2 separate regions of the Mus musculus genome follow, and region 2 is linked to region 1. A link is a contact called in public Micro-C data. All regions are on one chromosome and are shown on one strand. Each heading gives the region's core, a stretch centred on a gene start, on an enhancer-like site or on the middle of the called end of the contact. The rest is flanking DNA. Distances are from core to core; before and after follow the strand shown. Region 1 overlaps Cubn (cubilin (intrinsic factor-cobalamin receptor)). Region 2 has its middle 20 kb from the start of Vim.

The links. Hi-C and Micro-C count contacts between places; a contact is called where the count stands out from the background.
Region 2: a Micro-C map of the HL-1 cell line shows a contact between it and region 1, with 4 times the contacts expected there. The contact joins two enhancer-like sites. A contact is called at or near these places in 9 of 15 datasets of contacts at CTCF or cohesin (CD8 T cells, the G1E-ER4 cell line, the NIH/3T3 cell line and 4 more), 258 of 484 Hi-C or Micro-C datasets (2-cell-like embryonic stem cells, the 3T3-L1 cell line, the 63-12 cell line and 132 more) and 18 of 115 datasets of contacts at active chromatin or transcription factors (CD8 T cells, the HPC-7 cell line, the NIH/3T3 cell line and 14 more).

Annotation. Positions count from the first base shown.
Region 1 is chr2:13,289,430-13,292,524 of GRCm38.p6, reverse strand. All of the region lies in intron 60 of Cubn (cubilin (intrinsic factor-cobalamin receptor)), which reads left to right. The region is part of intron 2 of Gm13270 (a long non-coding RNA gene); the gene reads right to left. Among named protein-coding and RNA genes, the nearest start is that of Gm13270, 19 kb to the right of the region's middle. Within about 2 kb of position 1,729, at least 11 of the 459 cell types and tissues checked have an H3K27ac peak or open chromatin away from gene starts, as enhancers often do. A contact at or near this core is called in the HL-1 cell line, where this site is marked.
Region 2 is chr2:13,593,056-13,595,808 of GRCm38.p6, reverse strand. No RefSeq gene overlaps it. Among named protein-coding and RNA genes, the nearest start is that of Vim, 20 kb to the right of the region's middle. Within about 2 kb of position 1,363, at least 3 of the 459 cell types and tissues checked have an H3K27ac peak or open chromatin away from gene starts, as enhancers often do. A contact at or near this core is called in the HL-1 cell line, where this site is marked.

The DNA.
Region 1 (3,095 bases), core at 480-2,979:
TGGTTAGTTCAGTCATCCTTGTGTTGAGCAACAGTAAGGTGGTTGAGGGCATCAAAAGTGTGGTCCTCCTGCTTCCTCTACCTGGAAACATGACACTGGTGGAAGTTTCCCAAGGTTTCTTCCTCAACTTGGTGCTCTTGGTTTTGGCAGATATATTTTAAAGTTTCCAGTCCCATCTGAAGAGAAAATTCCCTGTACTTACTATCCTATGGGATTCAGAAATGTGACTTCTAAACACTAAATGCTTCAAATTATTGTTGTAAGGCCAATTATAAACTCCTGAACATCAAACTTGCATAAAAACATTCCCTAGAGCTTTCTGGGAGCCCTTGTAATAACTCACTGGGCTTAACCCTTCTGCATATTATCAGGCACTGGGGAAGGGTGTGTGCCTCTTTAGGGACAACATCAGCAGACCCTAGGTGCATTGGTTAGGAGATAGCACTGCCACTAAGCATTCATGTACTTAGTTATTCATTAAATAAGTGTGAATTTCAGTCTACCTCATTATAGATATTAGCTCAAACATTTAAAAATGCATAAAGAGTAAATAATTATTACTGTGATACTTTGAATCTTACATGACCCACCAAAGCACAGCCGTTAAGAAGACATGGTTGGTAGCATGGGAGTCAGTTAGGAAGGTAGGTTACTGAGGACACTGCCGTTTGAAAGATACCTGAGTCCCAACCACTCTTTTCTATCTGCATCAGTGCTTCTGTGAAGTATATAACCCCCACCCCCTGTGTGTCCTTCTGTCATGACCTTAACACAGTCCTAGAACAACAAAGCTCTATAACTGTGTTGCTATAGAGATTAGTCGTGCAAAGACTGAGTCCTAGAGACAAAGTATATCTTGAGTTGACTATTATAGGCATTTTGTCACAGTGACACCAAGAAACAAGGCTTCTAGAAGGCAAGGTGTGCCTGAGTTAGTGTTCAGACACTAACTCACCACAGACATGCAGTCCCTGCTCCAGTGTTGTTCAGGGTCTACCCACAGCAAGAGATTTGGTGTTGGCAAGGAACAGAACAGAGAAATAATTTCAGGTTTGATCATACAGGAGGCTAGTAGTCATGCAGTTTGTAACTATATATTCCAATCAGTTACGCTAACTCTTACTTTAATGTGGTTGGATGAATATAGTACCAGCACAGGGCCACCTTCTACCCAGCCCTAGCTTGTCCTTGTCCTGCCCCTCACATCTACCAGTCTCTAACTGACGTTGGTCTTGTAAAGTAAGACCCAGGCTCCTCGGCATGAACTGGGTGGTCTTCCCCGACTCTCTCTCTCTTTTATAGTATGAATCTCCTTGATATTATTTGACAGAATTACCTTTTCTTTTCTTTGGTTTCTTTTTTATATTTTTCCATGCATATTTGTAGATATATCTGTAAACAGCAACACACACACAGACACACACACACACACACACACGCACATGCGCGCACATACGTTTATATTTAGCTCTTTCTTCTCACTATTTTATGAGCACCTTGAAGGTACATAAATGCTCTTATGTCTCTCCATATACACACTACCCAACACAAGCCAGGTACATGATACAAGTGAAAGCTTGTATAGACCACAGTGGTTGTAATGAAACCTCACTTAGCAGAAAAAGTATGTTGTCTTTAACTTGGCAACTCTTCTCTATAAAGTGAGGGTGTTTGACTACAGAACTTCACTTTTCTGTGCTCCTCGTGAATTCATATAGAAGAGACAGCACCATCTAGTGGTCAGTTTTGTTTCATTTTTTAATTTTGAAATTTATCATGTTCATTTTATAACATCAGTGGCCACACTACTCTGAGATTTCTGATCTAATGTGGTTCTGTTATGAACTCATATTCAGGGCTACAGAAACACAGAAAATCATTATTAAAGTACAATAAAAATTAACAACATAGACATAAAAATGAAAACATACTATATTAATTTATTTATTTATTTATTTATTTTTTAGTAAAGTGTTTGAGGGATATACAAATCCTCACTATTTCTTTGGGTGTTTGTAAAAATCTGTGAAAGCCATCAGTAGTTCTGGATGCTAGAGACACTTCTGAGCATAACTCCGTTTCTCTTCCTGTGAAACTCACACTTGTGCAGAGGGGGCGCCCAATCAAAGTAAATAAGCATTACATTGATTGAGTTTCATCACAGTAAAATAAAACAAGATGGTATTGGAGGAGGGCCCCACTGTGTGGGATTAGACTCTCAGGGGAGGTGACATTTGAGTAAAAGGTCTATGACTAGGGATTATCAGTCCTTCAAGAAAGACTATGTCTCCAAGGGAGGAGACTGTCAGAGGCAGCAAGCACTGGGAAGGGAGAGAAGCAACAGCATTGACCAGGGCTTGCAAGTTCTGCATTGGGTACAAGGTATAGTTTTGTAGGAAGAATAGACACATACTCTAGGTCATCAAACACCTGGGCACTACGGTGCAGAACTCTGTGAGTGCTCTGTGCAATTGATCTGTGAGCCATGTTCTGAAGAAACTGTGTCACATGGCATTGATACAATATATTTCGAAAGTGGAACAAAGTGGGGATGCTTATCATGGGAATGGGAGAGTTGAGTATGACTGGAATTTAGACTTGAGCTGTTTATTGAGATAGAGTAGACTCAGGGAGAATATTTTAGGGAAGGGTGATGCTGTGGTGTGTACATATCACTCAAGTACCTGTGGTAGAAATGTAAACCTTATATCCATATGCTAAAGGTATGGGGGGCTTTGAGGTATAACTGGGGTTAGATGAAGTCATGAGAGTGGGGTTCCTATCATGGGGTGAATAGTATCACCCCAGGAGAGGAAGAGATTGCCGAGCTGGCATGCTCCTGATGATCTTCTTAGGATGCTCATATGTTAGAAGGCAAGAAGGCCCTCATCAAAGTCTGCCCCTTGAATTCTGAATGTTCCTCAATCCTCAGAAATATCACAATTAACTTACTTGTGTATAAATGACATGGTCTATGGTACTCTGGTACAGCAACATAAAACAAACCAAGGCATGTGGGTCATAGGGAAGGGTCAAAGCACTTACCAAGAAGCGAGTAAGCATGGTTTATGCATTACACACTCTTAAGGTCTGGG
Region 2 (2,753 bases), core at 114-2,613, 300 kb before region 1:
TATAATTTAGAAAATATGAAGATTGATGGCAAGAGTTGTTATGCTCAAAATGTCTAGAAATTGGATAGTTTAATGTTCCCTCAGAGCTTCAACCCATTACAAGGTAGAGGGTTTTTATTATTATTATTATTATTATTATTATTATTATTACTACTATTATTATTAATTTCTGTTTTCCTTTTCATTAGGCTTCTACAGTCCACACTTTGGAAGTGGACTTATATCTCTATTTCCTGATTTGCTATCTGGATGGCCTTGTCAATATTGCTTAATTATTGCCATCTGTAAACCTCAGTTTTCCTATCTATGAAGTGGGGATTACAAATGCTTGACTGATTGAGGATTGTGTGGGTCATAGGGTAGCTTTTTTTCTATGCCCATTTTCAATTTCAGGAACTTCCTTTAGAGCATGAATGTATGGCCTGCCTTTGAATGGAGTTTCTTATTTGATACTGATCAAGCAGTATTTGCAGATTCTGGGGACAGACCAATGAACAAACAAAGGGGACTCCTGAACTCAGGCAATTACATTCTAGGGAGGCCACAAAAACTGTCAAGTGACCCAATACATAAGGTTGCAATAGCAGGTTGAAATGAGTGTGTTACAGCAAATGTCGTTTTGAGAAAAAGAAAGATGGAGCAAAGGGACAGATAGTAATGAGGTCAAGAACAGTTACTTGTATGAGGAAGCATTAAAAGAAAAAGATAATTTATCAATAATGGTTCAAGAAGAGGAAGCCTGTGAGGTTGAGAGGGACAGAGATCGACACAGACAGGTAGGACACAGGAGAGATGGGAGAACTAATAGTATTATATTTTACTTAAGTTAAAAATAACTTTAAAAGACAATGACGATTTTGAAACTTTGGGGTGTTGAGAAATGAAGAGAGAGGCCATCAGAAGAACTAAAAGATAAAGGATTTTTTCTTTCTGGAGGCACAGTCTGAAAAGTGAAAATAACTGAAAGACCTGGTGTCCAAGAATCTTCAGAAGATTTGGGCTTCCACACAGTTATTTCAGGAAATGGTTTCCATCACTGAGTCACCTTGGCAGAAGGTATTAGAACCCAGGACCTAGGGTTGTGACAGTTTAAGCCTTTTCCTGGACACTACCTGCTGGGTTCTGAACCTGAAAATCAGCTCAAGGGTGAGAACTCATCAAAGGGTAAGCAACTTCGTGTGACCAAATTGCTACCAGCCTTTTTTGCCTCTTCCACTCCTGCCTCTGCTTGTAGGAGTTAAGAAGCACTCTTGATGGCTGAGTATATTTCTTTCCTAAAGAAGTCAGGGTATATAACTGACATCCCCAGCTTCCTGTGAGTCAGTGGCTTTAAATGTCCTTCCAGCCCTGCAGTTATTATGATCATGGTGGCTCCCTGGATTCTAACAGTTAAGAGATAGCAGATGGCCCCAGCCTCAGGCTAGGAAACAACGTCTACTCTATGCCTGCCTTACCACCATCAGCTTTGGCCTGCAGACCTCAGCTGTCTACCTCCACTACTGCTTTAGTGGTGGCTTCTCAGGTCTTCTAAGGAAAATTAAAAATTCTATTTGTTGTATGAAAGATTACCTAGGTATGACTGGGAGTGAGGCTCAGGGGACATCACCCCTCACTGCTAAGTTATTTGCTACTGATAGAGTTGGGGAGAGGAGGAGGCATTGTCTTCCATGATGACTCCTCCAGTGAACGGTTCCAAGCCAGTGGGCACACAAGTAGCCCTGATTAACTAAATGGGGCAAAGACTCGAAAAGAAAGCAAAACAAACCCAAAAAGTCATGATTCTGGGAAAGAGATTGATCAAGACGAAGAAAGAGAGATTGATTGAAATGTGAGAGAATCAACACAAGGTATATAGAAGAGAGTGAATAGAATTCTATACATGCATGGAACTGTTACATAACAACCTTAATTAATAAAGGAAACACTTATTAGATAAAGTGCCAATGACAGAGAAAAGAGCTGCAGAGGAACAGACAGGGGACTACATAGGACCACAGTGGGTGTTTAACGTTTTGCAAAGAGAGAATGATTAAGAAGAGTCTCTGTTTATGACCCTCAGATTAGTTACTTTTGGATCATATGTATCACATGACCTATTAAATGAAGGGCCATTCATCAAGGTCTTTTGAGTAGCTTTGATGTAACTCACCTCTTAGTCTTCCTCATAAAGCGTTCTTTCTATGAAATTTTGTTTACCTCGAACATTTCCTGTCTGCTGTTGACTTTGGCAGAGAAAGTAAAATCTCATCACTATAGTATTGTCAAGAGCACTTACAGTCAAACTGAAGAATGTCATGATCCCATGGCCTGAAGGCCAGGCACAGACTTAACCACACCCAATTCTTTTTTTTTTTTTCCTTTACTATTTAGCTTAGTTGAGCATACAGAGTGATCACTTTCATGACATCGTCTTCATACATGTGTGGATACAGATTCATGCATGCATATACATAGATATGCTGTAATTCTTCCCGATTATTTGACTGTATCCAGTTCTTTCTAGAACACACTAGAACTATATGGATGACCTCTTGCTTCCCTTGGGCTCTGCCGGTCTGAAAGCAAAAGCAGGTGAATGTGACTTGGGCTTAAAGGTGACAGTGGAGAACATGACAATGGAGAACATGAAGAATGATTTGCTGAAGCTCATGGCAGTTGGAACAAAAACTGCCTGATTCTGTCACAGCCCAAGGGGAGAGACATTTTGAAATGAATTCTGCCGAGAGCTGATTACATTGTTTCACAGGCAGTTC